Linked DNA regions of Mus musculus: region 1 is linked to region 2. A link is a contact called in public promoter capture Hi-C data. All regions are on one chromosome and are shown on one strand. The core of a region is the stretch at or near the end of the contact, and the rest is flanking DNA. Distances in the headings are between cores, read along the strand shown.

Region 1 (4,200 bases), core at 810-3,309, 320 kb before region 2:
ATATATTTAAAAGCCAATCTCAGCCGGGTGTGGTGGTGTACGCCTTTAATCCCAGTGCCTGGGAGGCAGAGGCAGGTGGATTTCTGAGTTCGAGGCCAGCCTGGTCTACACAGAGAAACCCTGTCTCGAAAAACAAACAAACAAAAAGCCAATCTCTGGCCAGATAGACTGCTCAAAAATTAAAGTGCTTGCATGAGTTTAAGCCTTGGGACCCACATGGCAGGAGAAAAGAAGCAACTCCCAATACTCTTCTTCTATGTCACACTCACACTCACACACACACACACACACACACACACACACACACACACACACACACACAGAGTTCTTCTATGTGTCCGCCCCCACCACAACTCTAAGTAAATTTTGTTGTTTTTAAAGACAGGGTTTCTTGTGTAGTACTGGCTATCCTGGAATTTGCTGTTAGATCAGGTTGTCATGGAACTCAAGAGACCCACCTGCCTATGGCTCCCAAGTGCTGGGATTAAAGAATGCACCATTAACAACAGGGTAATAAAATAATGATGATGATGATTTAAAAAAAAAAAGCGGGCGTGGTGGTGGACCCCTTTAATTTCAGCACTCGGGAGGCAGAGGCAGGTGGATTTCTGAGTTGGAGGCCAGCCTGGTCTACAAAGTGAGTTCCAGGACAGCCAGGGCTACACAGAGAAACCCTGTCTCGAAAAAACCAAAACAAACAAAAAAGATTTATTCATTATTTGTTTTTAAGATGGGGTCCCACTACTTAGCCTTGGTTGTGTAGACCAGGCTGGCCTAAGGCGCACAGAGATCTGTTTATCTTTGCTTCTCGAGTACTAAGTTTAAAGATATCACCACACCTGGCCAGAATAAAATTTCTAAGCAAAGCTTGTGCTGCCTCTGCCCCCATGCCTCAGCCTCCCGAGTGCTGGCATTTCAGACATTCGCAACCACACTCAACCCTAAAATGGAAATCACTGCCCAGCTCCTAAGCAAGGATGAGGGGTGGAACAGCTGGATTTTAGTGTTTTAGTCAAATCAGATTCTACATAGAAACTAGTGTCTGGGTCTACAATTAAATGTAAAAAGTAAAGTTTGGGAGCCCTGATGAAGCAAGTCCAAAGACAAAGAATAGACTGTGGAATCTCTTGATGCTACGTTTAAAGTCTCAAAGCCAAGAAACGCGCACATTTTCAAACTGCAGAAATCTATTTCAACTACTCCCCAGTCGCCCTGTAAAGCAACCTCACAGTAATCTAAAATTTTATGTTTATGCTACCTGCATCTGGGTTTGCATACCAAATGTGCCTAATGCCCTCAAGGGCCATAATGGGGTGCTGGAGTTATTGGAACAGGAGTTAGAGGGTGGTGAGTTGCCATGTGGGTGTGGAAAATCGAACCCGGGTTCTCTGTTAAGAACAAGCTTGTGCTCTTAACTGTGGAAACATCTCTCCGGTCACTGAGCCTCATTTCGGTTATGAGACAGAATCCGTATAGTGGCGCAGGCTCGCAATTTCCAGTTTTTGGGAGGTGCGCCCTCCTGGGTTCTAAGCCAACCTCGGCTAAATGGGCAAGCTCTAATCCTGAGGAACGTGAGAGCATCTCAAAGACGAACATCCCAACCCTCAGATCTACGCGAGGGATCCGCTGGGAGATTTGCTGGCCGCAGGGCCGGAGGTTCCCCTCGGGTATCCCGGTCACGCCCCCTCCCCCCCGCCCCCATAGGAACCATCCCGTGTCTGGCGGCCCGGCCCGGCCCAGCACTCGCCGGCTCGGCCCAGCTCGCGGTCCCGGCTTCGCCTGCATCGCTTACCCATCACCTGGACCCTGCAGATGGCACAGGTATCGCACTCAACGTCCCAGCTCCACATGGCTACCGCGTTCCACTTCTTGAGAGAGAACATCTTGTCGCCTCCCGACTTGGAGCCTGCGCTCCCGGAGTGCGAAGAAAGGACGCAGGGTTCCTCGCCGTCCTCCACGTCGGCCATGGCGGCGGCGCAGAACGGCGACGCGGACGTTGGGCGCGGAGGCGGGAGGTACGGTGGCTCAGCGGGGCCACAACACACGCCACGGAGCCTCCCGCAGGCACGGGCGGGCGGGCGGAGCCAGACGGCGATGATTGGATGGCGCGCGCCAGTGACGTCACGAGGGGCTGGGCAAGGCCTGTACAGAGAACCCCAGCGCTTGCTAAAGTGGCCAAAGGCCAGTTGCTGTAGGGCAGGCCCGGGTCAGTAAGCGAGCATTGTCTGGAGTTACATTGTATTAAACTCGGGGGAGTCTCAGAAATCACATCGTCCCTGTCTTCATTTGTCTCCTTTCTCCCAAATGTAAAACTATCAAGAGTAGGGACAGAATTCTCATCACTGTAACCTCCGTATCTTACAAAATGGTTGGCCTTGAATTCAGATTCATTTATTTATTTATTTATTTATTTATTTATTTATTTATTTATTTATTTATTTTTGGTTTTTCGGCAGCCGGGCGTGGTAGCTCACACCTTTAATCCCAGCACTCGGGAGGCAGAGGCAGGCGGATTTCTGAGTTCAAGGCCAGCCTGGTTACAAAGTGCGTTCCAGGACAGCCAGGGCTATACAGAGAAACCCTGTCTCGCAACAAGCAAGCAAGCAAGCAAGCAAGCAAACAAACAAAATATATGTTTTTTTAAACTTTATTTTATGTGCATTGCTGTGAGGTGTCAGATTCCTTGGAAAGGACCTGGAGTTACAGACAGTTGTGATCTGCCATGGAGGTGCTGAGGATTGAACCCCGGTCGTTTGGAAGAACAGACCATGGTTTTAACCACTGAGTCATCCCTCCAGACACTACATTTGTTTGTTTGTTTGTTTGTTTGTTATTGTTCTCAGGTGACAGAGAATAGGTAAGCAGAAGGGCAAGAACGCAATGCTTAAGCAAATGTGTGCTGGGGAGAAAGCAGAGTGAGCCAGCCAGGGAAGGGCCAGGCAGTGGGCCCCTGGGACTGTGGTTAGGTCCCTCCCACCAGGCTTTGTCTCAGATCACTTGGCCAGCATTGAAGGAAAGCTTGGATGAAAAAGCAAAACAAATGTTCCTGCCTCGTGCTCAGCTCACGTCCACCGCCATCCTTCAGGCTACTCTTACCAACGGGGGTGGTGGTGTCCATCCTTACCGGTTAAGCCAATTAGAAGTATATGGGGCAGTGGCCGTGCACACCTTACTCTGAGCACTTGGGAGACAGCAGCAGGTGGATCCTTGTGAGTTATAAGGCCAGCCTGGTCTACAAATCAAGTTTCGGGCAACCAAGGCTACACAGAGAAGCCTTGTCTCGAAAAACAAAAACAAACAAAAAAGTACGAGTCCTTTATTCGTGCAGGACCAAATTCCGGCGCATGCCTCAGAGTCTCTTGGTGTCGCAGCTCAGGGATACGGTGTTTCTAAAGGCAAACCCCACAAAGACCACAACTCACATGAAAGTCAGATGACAGAACAATCTTGAAACGTTCATTTCTGACAGAACATGGTGATTTTTTTTTCCAGACGTAACATGAAAGTTACTTTTGACTTGTGCCTTCTTCAGTTATTTTAGTTTACATTAATTATTTTGGTTTATACATCGGGACCATGGTCCAGGCCACAGAAGTCCCAAATGTGCTGGGAGGGTAGATGTGGGCATGGAGGTGGGTGAGGAGAGGACTGAGAAGTGCCTAAGCCAATGCACAGGGAGTCGGGACAAGATGGCACAAGATGGCGTTTCTGTGGTCACTTCCTCTGCGGGAGAGTCTTTATTCCTTTGTTGAGAACACTGGGAGAGAGATGCTTGGTTTTGTTTTAGAGACTTCCCTTTAACACAAACACGTTTGAGCCCTTCAGGAAAGACCTTATTCCCATCGCGATTGAGTTTCCACTGTTTATTTCTCCACTCCTCATTCCTTCCTGCCATTCATCTTTATGAAAATAATCTTCCCTGTGGCTGAAGAGGAAAAGCTCTCCGGGGCTTCTTAAATTCAGTCCTTGGCGGCAGCCTGTGAACTACACAGCCGAGGTTAGTCAGAAAAATGGCAGGCTTTAATTTGTAGAAGTTAGAATTCACAGAAGAGACAAAAGGCAGCCTGGGCTTGGAGTTTGTACACCTGGTGAATAAAGGAAGAGGAGGTTTAAGAAGAGGAGGGAGGGCGTTAGTTTTCTTTCTGTTTCTATGATAAAGGCAGCGTTCCAAAGCCCCTGAGGGAGAAAACTGTTTGGCTT
Region 2 (3,794 bases), core at 322-2,821:
TTGTTGGGGCTGCCAGGGCCCAGGCTCTGACCTGAGCAGCTTTTAACTGAGAGATTATAGGAGAAAAATAAAAAAGGAATCTTGGGGTTGGAGAGATGGCTCATCAGGTGAGAGCACTTGCTGCCCCTGCGGAGGACCTAGGTTTGGTTTCCAGCACCCATACAGTGGCTCACAACCATGTGTAACTACAAATCCAGATGGTTTGCTTCACTCTCTGGCTGCTACAGGCATGTGGATGCGTGTGGTACACAAACGTACAGTCAGATTCTCTCATACATGCACATACAACAACAACAACAACACTTTTTTTTTTGTAACCTAATGCATACTTACCGGCTTGCTCGTCACAGCTTGCTTAGCTTACTCTCTGATAGAACCCAGGATCACCATCCCAAGGATGGAACCATCTAAAATGAGCTGGGCCTTTCCCCCATCAATCACTAATTAAGAAATGTCCCTACAGCTGGGTCCTATGGGGGCATTTTCTCAATTGAGGTACCTGCTTTTTCAGATGACTCTAGCTTGTGTCAAGTTAACATAAAAACTAGCCAGCACATTAGTCCCCAGAAATCCGTGCCTACCTCATCCACACCTAATCCTTGTCTTGTGGAAGAATTCTACTAATGTTGATGTCAGGGTTCAGGAGGCACCCCTTGTTGGCATTTAGCTCTAATCTACTCTGACAGACACAGATGCGTCGACTGGAGCTGCTCCTTCCTATCTATCCACAGATGGCTCCACAGACCCTCGACAGCAAGGAAACAGCCAACTCTCCTAAGACTGGACCAATAGTCCATACCCATACTCCTGTTTCCTAGAGACATGTCGCCCCAAAGTCAGTAGGAAATAGCTAAAGATCACTACGATCCTATTCCTGTTCCACCATTGCCTATTTCTATTTTTTCCTTAATTAAACCAAAATGGGGGAATGTTGGCATTTAGTATAGGCTCTGCCCCATGGTTGCCTGGCAACAGTCAGGTGTGCCTGACTCACTATAAAGGGGGTTGCTTGCCCCCTCCTCACCTTCTTACTCTCCTGTCCCTCTCCACCCTCTCCCCTCTCTCTTCCCGTGCTCATAACTGGACTCTATTCCTCTTCTCTCTCTCTCTCTCTCTCTCTCTCTCTCTCTCTCTCTCTCTCTCTCTCTCTGCCTTTCTCTGACACTAGCCTTTTTCTCAGCTCCCCTCCCCCATACCCTGAATAAACTCTGTTCTATACTATAGAGTGGCATGGTTCCACTGAGGCACCCCCTTCCCCCACGCCTGACTGCACTTCCACCAAACATATTCCTTCTCTCTTTATTTTTTATAAAACACACCACCACAAAAGGGCTTTCATGGTCTTGAACAAGAGCTTGAGCAGAGACACACAATGTAGCAGCAGAGGTTTAAGATACACCTCCATGGGAGGAGGCAGGTCTGACCAAAGGAGAATTCAGTCGTTCACTGCTGCACAAGAAAGGGGTTCTTATGTTAAAATATGGGCTTTTGGGGTCATTGGCACAACACGAGATTTTCAGTGTATGCATTTGATGCCATCTAGAGGTGAGGAACGGATTGATTTTCTTTGCAAATTAGTGACTAACAGGTGGCAGGGGTTGTGGGTGAGGGTGGGGTTGGGAGTGTTGCTGGAATGTCTTGAGGAAGCCACCATATGATAGCCATGAGATTTGTGTCCCCTCTCGGGAGTCTTGGTCTCTTTATTAGAAGAAGTTAGGAATGGCCCTGAGAAGGCTGGGCTGGTTCCATGACAGACTTCAAAGTGACAGTTAAGGAGACAAGGCCTAAGAACTGGGCAAGTTCAGGCAAGCCCAGGCAAGTCAATTACTAATAGAAAAACCCCAGGCTCCAGCCTTCACGCCCCATAATGGTTCTGGAATGCCTAGAGTTAAAGAGAAAGCTCACCTACCCCAGAATTCCTCAGCAAATGCCTAGAGATATTGTTAGCATCCTGTCTAAGCTCCACCCCACAGTTACCTGGCAACAGCCAGGTAGGTCTGACCCACTATAAGAGGGGCTGCTTGCCTCTCTCTCTCTCTCTCTCTCTCTCTCTCTCTCTCTCTCTCTCTCTCTCTCTCTTTCTCTCTCTCTCTCCTCTCTCTCTATCTCTCTATCTCTCTCTTGTTCTCTTCCCTTCTTGCTCCCTCTAGGTCCCCTCACCCTTTTCCCCTTCTCTTCACCATTCCCTTCCCCCTCTCTCCATGTGCTCATGACTGGCTTCTCTTCTTTCTCTCTTCTCTCTTCTCTCTTCTCTCTCTCTCTCTCTCTCTCTCTCTCTCTCTCTCTCTCTCTCTGCCTCTACTACCCTCTTAACTCCCCTCCTCATACTCTGAATAAACTCTATTCTATACTATACTGTCATGTGGCTGGTCCCTCATGGGGAAGGGATGCCTGCTGAGATGTCCCCCTCCCCCATACCTCACCACACCCCCACAGAGCATACCCCTTCTCTCTTTATCTTCTTATAAACACATCAGATATAGCAAGATAAAGCTCATTTGTCCTGGAATTTCAGTGTGCTTTAAATCGAGCCTGGGAGCTCACTTGGTTGTCTGTCTGGTAATGGGAGACCCCAGCATGCTGGACTTCCGCAGAATAAAACACTCTTTGCGTTTACATACTATTTGAGTCCCGGAAAGGGAAGCTTGAGGGTAATTTATTAGAGTTTGAAAAGAAAAAGTCCCAGGCAGGCAGGCATAACTCTGGCAGCTGCCTATCTGGAGAAAAATGAAGACAATGGGGTAAGAAGTTACGCCAGCGTGGCAGTCAACTCAGGCAGGCAGTCCCACGGTGGAAGCCAGCGTGGGGGTCAGTCACAGGCAAGTAGGCAATCACATGGCCGGGAAGGGAGTTATAGAGAAAGAATAGGGGTGTCCAAAGTACCAGGGAGTGTAAAAGGCTCTGGGTAGCATCCCAAAGAAAAAGAGAGAAGAAAGGAAAAGTTATGATCTCTGAATGAGGACTCAGATTGGTAGAGTGAGCCAGGCAAACCTTAAGGTGGATGATAGGGAATGTGCTAGGGGGCAGGAACCCTGGGAAGGGAAAGTACTGTGTGAAGGTGAACCCATCCTCTTAGGGATAGTCTCTTAGCCAGGTCCTCAGCCTGCCCTACAGAGGTAACTCTTTTGTTTATTTTTAATATTTACAGTTTTAACATAACATTTTCATTGACTCTTTAGGAATTTCACATCATGAACTCCACTACACTCACTGCCCAGTCCTTTCATGGTCTGCTCCCTGCAGGCTTAGATTTTTTTTTTAAATCTACTTTAATTAGGGTCCTTAAATACTTCCACCTCCCTTCTAGCCCACCGACCAGAGGTAGCAGAAGATGGTTAATAGGATAAGGGAGATGTAGACCTGTTTAGAAGTAGTTCTTTGGGGGAAGTTTTAACCTTCACTGTCTGGATATCAGCAGTCCAGTGCTGGGCAGATATCTATTAAAATCTATTTCCTGCTGATAACCCTGAGTTATGACTTACTATGTTTCATCTGGGCTGCTCTTAACTCCAATTGGCCAGCCCTTGGGGACCATGTTTTCTTGACTCCTAACCAATGGTGTCTTTCTCTTCTTCTTCACCTTCTCTCCATAATTCTCCTCCAATCTCCTCAAGTCTGAGAACCCTAAAACCTGCCTATGTCTCTTCTGCCCAGCTATTAGCTGCTGACATCCTTATTCACCAATCAGAAATAACTAGGGGGCAAGGTCACATAGCTCACTTGGGTCTACACGCAGACTCTCTTGTCTCTGGGCAACCAGGTCTTGGGGGACCTCACTTAGCATTACAATGCAC

What was found. Promoter capture Hi-C pulls out the DNA fragments that hold promoters and counts their contacts.
Region 1: a contact with region 2 is called in a promoter capture Hi-C map of the HPC-7 cell line. The contact joins the promoter of Rnf7 here to the enhancer-like site in region 2. A contact is called at or near these places in 3 of 39 promoter capture datasets (the HPC-7 cell line, cranial neural crest and hippocampal neurons), 1 of 484 Hi-C or Micro-C datasets (Th1 cells) and 4 of 115 datasets of contacts at active chromatin or transcription factors (T-cell acute lymphoblastic leukemia, embryonic stem cells, epiblast stem cells and 1 more).

What each region holds. Positions count from the first base shown.
Region 1 is chr9:96,476,616-96,480,815 of GRCm38.p6, forward strand. It overlaps Rnf7 (ring finger protein 7), which reads right to left and starts at 2,060. Exons shown (of 3, transcript NM_011279.3): 1 at 1,793-2,060. The coding sequence starts at 1,967.
Region 2 is chr9:96,798,765-96,802,558 of GRCm38.p6, forward strand. No RefSeq gene overlaps it. Among named protein-coding and RNA genes, the nearest start is that of C430002N11Rik, 35 kb to the left of the region's middle. Within about 2 kb of position 1,572, at least 61 of the 459 cell types and tissues checked have an H3K27ac peak or open chromatin away from gene starts, as enhancers often do. A contact at or near this core is called in the HPC-7 cell line, T-cell acute lymphoblastic leukemia, embryonic stem cells and 1 more, where this site is marked.